3 separate regions of the Sus scrofa genome follow, and all the other regions are linked to region 3. A link is a contact called in public Hi-C and targeted proximity ligation data. All regions are on one chromosome and are shown on one strand. The core of a region is the stretch at or near the end of the contact, and the rest is flanking DNA. Distances in the headings are between cores, read along the strand shown.

Evidence for each region. A called contact is a pair of places that touch in the nucleus more often than the background predicts.
Region 1: a contact with region 3 is called in a targeted proximity ligation map of alveolar macrophages. A contact is called at or near these places in 2 of 5 promoter capture datasets (fetal liver and fetal skeletal muscle), 1 of 47 Hi-C or Micro-C datasets (liver) and 2 of 2 datasets of targeted methods (alveolar macrophages and skeletal muscle).
Region 2: a contact with region 3 is called in a Hi-C map of retroperitoneal adipose tissue, with 2.0 times the contacts expected there. A contact is called at or near these places in 4 of 5 promoter capture datasets (fetal liver, fetal skeletal muscle, liver and 1 more), 17 of 47 Hi-C or Micro-C datasets (alveolar macrophages, blood, embryonic fibroblasts and 11 more) and 2 of 2 datasets of targeted methods (alveolar macrophages and skeletal muscle).

Annotation. Positions count from the first base shown.
Region 1 is chr5:63,933,517-63,936,507 of Sscrofa11.1, forward strand. LAG3 (lymphocyte activating 3) reads right to left here and starts at 1,538. Exons shown (of 8, transcript NM_001105306.1): 1 at 1,481-1,538; 2 at 1,024-1,171; 3 at 344-609. The coding sequence starts at 1,538.
Region 2 is chr5:63,750,245-63,752,944 of Sscrofa11.1, forward strand. PHB2 (prohibitin 2) reads left to right here and starts at 1,322. Exons shown (of 10, transcript NM_001243556.1): 1 at 1,322-1,651; 2 at 1,818-1,902; 3 at 2,212-2,291. The coding sequence starts at 1,525. EMG1 (EMG1, N1-specific pseudouridine methyltransferase) reads right to left here and starts at 1,225. Exons shown (of 6, transcript NM_001243478.1): 1 at 963-1,225. The coding sequence starts at 1,130.
Region 3 is chr5:63,841,520-63,844,265 of Sscrofa11.1, forward strand. TPI1 (triosephosphate isomerase 1) reads right to left here and starts at 1,334. Exons shown (of 7, transcript NM_001037151.1): 1 at 1,181-1,334; 2 at 1-54. The coding sequence starts at 1,295. USP5 (ubiquitin carboxyl-terminal hydrolase 5) reads right to left here. Exons shown (of 20, transcript XM_001925784.6): 20 at 2,223-2,746.

The sequences.
Region 1 (2,991 bases), core at 288-2,787, 92 kb after region 3:
GCTAAGTCCACCTCCTGAGCTACAGGACGTCTGAGTTGAGTCACTCCAGCCCAGCACTGTCCCCTCCAAGGAGTGCCTCCCCTCCTCCACCCTGGCACTCCCTCTGTGGGTGGGGGAAGGGGAGTTCGAGGGGTGATACAATCTCTCCACAAGGCCCTCCCCCACACACGTGCTTCTCTGGGGGCACCTTCCACCCCCTTCCGCCCCTCTACTGGAGGCTCTCCCGCTAAGGCGCATCCTTCGAAGCACAACCAGCCTCTGCCCGGCTCTTCCTGCCTCCGGGGCGGCGGGGAATGGGGCACCCTCCTCCCAGCCCCGCTCCCCTCGTCCCGCCCCCACCTACCCGCTGCCTGGCCCACGCGCAGACGGAGGAGGCAGACGAGGGCGCGGTCCCGGTCCCGGAGGCTCACGGCGGCGCGGTACTCGCCGGCGTCGTCGCGTCGGGCCGGGCGCAGCCACAGCGAGAAGTCCCCGCGCTGGAGGCCGCGCTCTTCCAGCTGCACGCGGGGCTGCAGTGGCGGCCTCCCGATGCGCAGGCCTCCGGGAGCCACCCTGAGCACCGTGTAGCGGCGGGGCCCCGGGCTCTGAGGGGAGGGCGCCGCGGGGCCCCTGATCAGGAGAGAGTTGGGACTGAGAAAGCCAAGGGAGAAGCAGCCCCAGGCAAGAGGCAGTCCGACCAAGAGGCACCCTTTGAGGATGAGAAAGCCCACCCAACGGGAAGACCTCTGGCCTGCTAAGCCTCCCCCATCTCTCCCCCCCCCACCCCACCCCCGCGCGCCTCGGGTTGGGCCGGCACCATCCAGTACTGGGGAGGCAGGTGGGATGCGGGGCGTGAGGGGAGCAGTCTGCGGAGAAAGAGCGGAGGGGGCTGCAGCAAGGGCAGCAGGAAGGCTGAGACACTGCTTCAGCAGGACTGACAGCTCAGGGGAGAAAGCAGAGTGCTGACTTGGCTCTTGGATTGTCCATCTGGACGCCTTTACTGCTGGATTTGGGGATGCTGTTGCCCTTGTTTGGGGTGCATACCTGTCTGGTAGATGCTGCCAAGTGACTTGTCCTGTTCGCAGAAGGCTGAGATCCTGGAGGGGGATTGTGGGGCTGCAGGGGAGCTGGGCAGGAGCCCCCTCCTGGGCCCACACCACCGGGACCTCTGCCCTTGGGTCTGGAGCCTCCACTGGGGAGGAAAAGAGAGGCCAAGGGGAGGGGCCATGAGCCAAGAGACTTCAAAGTAAAGAAGGAGCCTCAGCTGCTACCCAAGGGAGAAGAAACAGGGCCGAGGAAGACCTTGGGTTTCTGCCCCTTCCTGGCCAAGGGGGAGACGGGAGGGAGGCTTTGGGGGCTGGAGGACTGCCCCAAGAAAGGCATTGTTAGATCCACCCAGTCTAAGGACCTTGGCATCCCTGTGGTCATCCCTGCTGACCCCACCCCCACCCCCGCTGTGGGTCCGAAGGTCAGCCTTCCCAGAGGGTCGTCCCCACCTTACCTGCAGCCGCGCAGAGCAGTTGCAGAAGCAGCCAGATGAGGAAGTGAGCCTCCCCCATCTCCCCTGAGGCCTGGACCACACAGCCCTCCAAAGGGAAGAGGTCAGACAGTGGAGAAGGACTAACAGACAAAAGAGAGAGGTTCTGCAGAGAGGGAGTGGGTGGAAGAGACTCCAGAAAAAGAGGGATGGAGGCCTGGGGAGAGAGGGAGGAACCAATGAATCTAGAGGAAAGCTGGCCGGATCAGGCAGCAGGAAGGTGGGCTCAGGATGGGCTGGGGGGGGTCCTCAGGGATGGGGCAGGGTGCTGGCAGAGAGCAGAGTGGAGACAAGGTGGCTGTCTCGAGCTGGAGGCCGTTCTGCTGCTCCCAGGGCCGCGGCCCCTGTCCTTCTGCCTTCCCTCCACCTTCCCCACTTCCCCTCCCCGTTGCCCCCCCCAACACCCCAGGGCTCACGGTTTCGCTTCGCAGTGGAAAGTCTGAGGGGGCTGATTCCCAGCAGCGTTACCCTCCACCCCTGTGGTGGCGCTCCCCTTGTTTATTTCCTCAGCCCTGGGTGTCCCCACCGCCCCCTTCTCCCTTCCCCCACCCTCCTTTCCAGGGGACGGTCTGCCCTTCTCACTAAACCGTTTCTGCCTCAAACTACCCACCTGCCCATCTCTGAGCTGCCTGGGGGGGGGGTGTGTATTCACGTGTTCTTGGCCAGCCCTTTCCTGGGTACTCACCACCTCCCTCATTCCCTGAAATCTCCAGAATTTCTTTGCCCCACTCCACCTCCCTCCCCCCCCCAGCCAATGACTCCTAGAAATGTTACTGTGCCCTAAAAGATGGTAGGTCTGAAGAAGCGCACCCCAAACACAGGGAAAATAGCTACATTGTATGGCTGTACTGCCTTCACTATGTGCTGTGTGTTATAGTGGACACTTTACACACCTTAAAGTCATGAAATCTAAGATTATCCCCCATTGTATAGATGAGAAAACCAAGGCAGCTTCAGAGCTGAAACAATTTGCCAAGGTCACTTAGGGTGGGTGAAGACAAAAGCTAGCCAGTGTGTGTGTGTACTCTGGACCCTGAGTGAGCTGAGTGAGTCATGGGTGTCTTCTCATCTTTTTTTTTTTTTTTTTGTCTTTTTTTGTCTTTTTAGGGCCCCACTTGAGGCACATGGGGGTTCCCAGGCTAGGCGTCAAATCAGAGCTGTAGCCACTGGCCTTCACCACAGCCACACGGGATCCCAGCCGCGTCTGTGACCTACACCACAGCTCAGGGCAACGCCAGATCCTTAACCCACTGAGGAAGGGATTAAACCTGCATCCTCATGGATGCTAGTCAGATTCTTTTCCAGAGCCACAATGGGAGCTCCAGGTGTCTGCTCATCTTTAGGGATGAATGGTATCTACAACGCACACACACCCCTCTCCAGCTCAGACCTCTGCAAAATCAGCGGGCTCTCCCAATCCAGAGTTTCTGAACTGAGAAGGCAAGAGTGCTATGGAAAAATGCAGAAATTCCCCA
Region 2 (2,700 bases), core at 72-2,571, 91 kb before region 3:
CAGCTCCAATTGGACCCCTAGCCTGGGAACCTCCATATGCCACAGGAGCGGCCCTATAAAAAGACCAAAAAAAAAAAAAGCATTTTCTCTGCACTCCCGCTCAAAGTATTAATAACCCCTGCTTTAGAAAGTGAAGACATTTTTTTCTCAAGACTACAGCCTTAACATAAGTATAAAAACCAAGGTTAAAATCCAGGTCTAACTTCTAAACTAGTACTATCCATTCTGGCCCTACTCATTGAACAAGCTTAGCTCTAAAACGTAGGAGAAACAATGTCAGAAGGGATGAGAACACTGCACAAAACTTTAAGAAGGGAATTGCAGGATTTATTTGGTAAAAAGCAATCATAATAATTAAAAATAAAGATGTAAAAATATTGGAGTTGCCGCTGTGGCTAAATGGGTTAAGAATCCCACTACCAGTGGCTGCAGCGCTGGTTCAGTCCTGGCCCAGGAAACTTCCATATGCCATGGGTGCAGCCATTAAAAAATTTTTTTAATAAAAAAATAAAAAGATGTAAAAGTATTATGATGATCTGATCCAGGCACTGTTTCGAAATGTACAGTAATACAGAGAAGGGAGAGAGATGAATTAAAACACTAAGTAAAGAAGTGGGCTGAATGATCCACAGTAACTACTTTTCTCCTGTGCCCAATAAACTTGTCATGTGATGAAAAGGGACAACGTGACGGACGAAACGCACCCATCCACCCTAGATGACTTTCTTTCACAGAATCCTGGTTAATCAATTGGAAACAAGGATGTTATGGCTACAAAAGGATTCAAAGACAAAACGACTACTGCCAACTCAGGATATTAAACCGAGAGACAGAAAACTAGACCACTTTCTCCAAAAGTGTTTCACCTCTGCTTTCTACATCCACTTTGAAACCATCACCCTCATCCCACCGGGTCCCAGCCTATCGATCTACTGGCTCTCCACCTCCTTGTCCCAAGTTACCTTGACTGTCTCCAGGCTGGCCCCTTCCAGCACCACAATGAGTCTGCGGCCTCCGGTCTTGCTTCCCGCCCCGAGTCGGGGCCGCTTGGGCGCCACAGCATCCCAGTCTTCTTCCTGCTCCCCGGCGCGCCGCTCACGAGGTTGGAATCCACCACTGGGCGCAGCCATCTTGCAACCAAATCGGAAATTGCGCTGATTTTCTCAAATTAGGACCTCGTGCTCCACCCAATCGCATGCTTCCTTCCGTCGGCCATTTTGAAAGTGGGCGCTGGGAAATGGCGACGGCTCTCTGTCTGGCGCTCCCGAAGCCTCTCTGGGAGGGCAGGGTTCCAGAAAGGGGCAGGAACTTCCGTATGCGTAATTCCTGTGCGCCAAGCTCGGGTCTGCCGTGGGTGGGCGGGGGGGTAGGGTTTAGAAGGGAGCGCACTTCCGGTGCCCTTTCTCCAGCAAGCACCTGGGGCTCGGACCTTCGTGTGAAGGGTGCGATCCGTAAACTGGAGCGCGGTAAAGGCAGGCCGGCACCCGCTTCTGACCTCTGGTGCCGCCGGCCTCAAGATCGGACATGGCCCAGAACTTGAAGGACTTAGCGGGACGGCTGCCCTCCGGGCCCCGGGGCATGGGCACGGCGCTGAAGCTGCTGCTGGGGGCCGGCGCCGTGGCCTACGGCATCCGCGAGTCGGTGTTCACCGGTGAGCAACCTCCGCCCGCTTTCCGGACACCGGCCGACCCTCCCTAGGCCCCTGCCCAGCCCCGCCGGGTCCACGCGCTCACCCAGCCCCTCACCCCGCCCCTGCCAGAAGCTCGCACGTACTCTGAGCCCTGCCTGGTCTGACCCCCCCACCCCTCTCCCCGCAGTGGAAGGCGGGCACAGAGCCATTTTCTTTAATCGGATCGGAGGCGTGCAGCAGGACACCATTCTGGCCGAGGGCCTTCACTTCAGGTAATGGCGGGCAAAGCGGACTGCCCCTGACCCTTCACCCTTGAATCCCGACTCACCAGTAGCTATAGTAAGATTTTCAAAAGCATTCAACAGCCACCCTTTCTCCTCCTCACGCCCATCTCCCGGAACAGTGGGTGCTGCCCAAAACTCCAGCAGCACATACTGTTGTTCTCCAAAGGGAGAAGAGAATGTCTCCGTGACCGTGGTCATTTAAGAGAAGCAGACCAAGAAACAGGTGGTGGTGGAGAACAGAGCAAAACGAGGGAAACTGCTGTCTCCTAATCCCTATCCTTGTTCCCTCTCCTCCAGGATCCCCTGGTTCCAGTACCCTATCATCTATGATATTCGAGCCAGACCCCGAAAAATTTCCTCCCCCACAGGCTCCAAAGGTAGGTCTGGGCACTGGGGCGTTTCGGGCAGTAAACAAAGGAGCCTGGCCAGAGAGTAGGGAAAAGGGTAGTGTCAGATCTCTTAGTTTCCCCTTCTGCAAACAGACTATAATAAAAGCATCTGCTGCTTGGCTTAAAGCAGTACATTCTGGACACACTGTGTGTTTGCACATTTTTAACTGTCCCTCCCCCAATGCAAACTCAGTGAGAGTGTTGTTTGTTCTTGGTCTTATTCACTGCCTAGATGGAGGTCTTGTTTTAAATCCCTTTTTCTTTTAACTGCTTCATTTATTCTCTATATCTGCTGGTACAGCCTGTCCTGACCTTACTCTTCGCTGGTGCACCTGTTTCCCCCAGACCCTTTGTCACACACACTCCCAGAGGCATGTACACAGTGAAGCAAGTAGCT
Region 3 (2,746 bases), core at 84-2,583:
CTAGCTTCTGCCTGGCGAAGTCAATGTAGGCGGTGGGGGGTGCGCAAACCACCTCTGAGTAGAAGACAGTGACAGAAGGGGATGGCATCACAAATCCAGACCCTATCCAGTGCTCTGGAGCCCCCTAGCCTCCACCGCTTTCATAGTTCTGCCTTCGCCCATTTCCACACCAGCATGATGATCTTTGTCTACTCTGCACCCCAGGCTGGGCCTGAACCCAACTCTGAACCTTTTGGGTACCCCTGAGAGGTCATGGCCCTTGCCCTGCCCTCTGCTCTTTTAACAGCTGTGGCTCTGATTTCCCCAGGCTATTCTGGGCCTGGGCACCTCCTAGACTCAGCATTCTCTGGGGCCAACCCCGCCTCCCTTCTAAAATAGCTCATTCCCACCTCTCCTAGCCAGGCAAGGATTTTTAGCAAAAGCAGAAAGGGCCAACTCCTGGGGTCTGTACTGCAGTCTCTGGGGGGAATAAACCAGAAGGGGGTGCCTCTTGATCAGACCCGGGGTTCTGTGATTTAGATGCCTGGGATGGGAAGGACTGAGGACGGCACTCTGTCCGTGGGTGGCAGCGAGTCGACTGGCTCATAGAGGCCTTGCGTTTTCCCGTATCCAGGTTGCAGAAAACAAGAGGATCGCTCCTCATCCCCACATGGCTCTGCCCGTTTGTCACTTGCTCAGCCCCTTCCGCAGAAGGGTCTTGCAGGCCGCCGAGGGGAAAGGATCAGAAGAGTAGCTCAAGAGGCCAAGGGCCACCCGGCAGGGGAACTCGGTAGCCCAGGCAAAGCGCGGGGAGGAGTCTGGGCTACGTGCGGCGGCGCACGGAGCCGGCGCCGAGGGGGCCCAGAAGCCTGCACGCAGCCTCCTCCCCCACACACCGGACTGGCGCCGGCCTCTCCCGATCGCCCGTAGGGGCTGGGCTCCACTTCCATCCCCGGCTCGGGCGGGTGCAGCCCCGGTCCGCACCCCGGAGCCGTCTTCCTCCCACAGTCGGAGGGCACAGGGAGATGCGGCTCCGCCTTTCCCCGTGGACACACCCCTGGTCCTGCGGCCGCAGGGCCAAGGCCGGGACCCCAGTAACTCTGGTCTCCGGCCCTGCAAGCAGGACCACGCAGACAACTGCTGAGAGAGCTCGGGAGAGGGCGCCACCACGCCCGACCTCCCACCCACCGCCAGGGCTCACCGGTGTCGGCCGGCAGCTTGGCTGCGTTGAGGGTGTTGATGAGCTCCCCCAGATTGTTCTTTCGCCCGTTCATCTTCCAGTTTCCCCCCACGAAGAACTTCCTAGCGGGCGCCATGGCGCTGGAGCCAGCACACTGAAGGTCAGGAGCAGCGCGCGGCCGTCTCCACTGGCCGCTTATATAGAGAGCGGAGAGGCAGAACCCCGCCCCCTTCGCGTCCTGGGCCATGACTGGCCCGCCCCGCGGAAGCCCAGCCCCGGCCCCGCCCGCCGCCCGCCGCCCGCCACCGCCCGCTGCCGCTCGCCGCCGCCCGCGTTGCGAGGTTCTGACGTCACCTTCTTTCTTGTAGCAACGTTCCAGCGGCGTCCAGGCTCGGTGGCTACAGCTTCCGTGGTCTGACTTTGGGGAGAACCGTGCGCCCGGTGCTCAGGGAAACCCCCGCTTCACGGCTTCATCACGCCACCCCCACACCGAGGGATAGGGGAGGGGCCTCTCTCCAGCTCTGGGAAAAGGAGCCTCCTTCCCCATCGGAGCCCCCACATCCCTGAGTGCTGAGCGGACACCTCTGACCCACCCGGGGCCGACCCAGCCCCACAGTAACTGGGCAAAAAACAGGGTTCAGCAGCGGAGGGATGGCCCACCTTGGCTAGAAACTGTGCAGCTAAGGGAGGGGGGTTCAGAAGTCCGCCCTGTCCCCATGAATACCCCGCTTTTTGCTCCAGCAGGCCAAGGCCTGACAAAGGACTACAGCCACTGGGGACATTTGGAAAGAACCCACCTGGGCCCCCTCCGGTATCACGGCTGCAAGAAAGGGCTCTTCCACCCCATCTCTGTTCTGTGACACCCCAGCCCACATCCCCTCATCTAACAGCCCCCACCCCGCAGCCTTCCTCTGCTGCCCCAGAGCTCACCTCACTCAGCCCCCAATCACACCAGCACAAAACATAGAAGGCAAAGGGGCAGGGCCAGGAGCTTTGTGAAACTGGCCCCGCTGCTAGCCCTGGGGAAGACAGCTTCCCCCAAAGGTATCAAACAGGACACAACTGAGCCACTGTACTTTTATTCACATCCTGTATTTTGGCATTTTCCAGAAGGACAGGGGAGAGACAGGGTGGGGAAAAGACTGAGGCAGGAGGGCGAGGGGGGTCCCCATTTCCCTCAGATCCCTCCTTGCCCAACCACACGGGGAGCACACACAACGGGGGAGGGGAGGCACAGAAGCCCCCTCCTGTGGAAGAGGCTGCACAAAGCTATACCCACGCCACACAAACAAACGAGCCCGCTCCACGCTGGGCCAGCAGGATCACAGAGAAGCAGAGCCCTGTGGGGTCAAGGGCAGGAAAGCAACAGTCTCCTCACAGACAGGCAGCCGGCCCCTCCCGTTCCCCTTCCTGCTCCATCCCCAAAGTCTCCAGAGTGCCCCCCCCACTTCGCTTGGCCATTCTCTCATAGCCTCTAGCTTCTTCCCTGCTGCTGGGGACACGAAAAGGAAAAGGGTACGGGAGCAGGGGGGCTGACATCCATCCCTCATGCCGGGTGGTCTGTCCCCTGCCCTCAGTGGTTAAGGG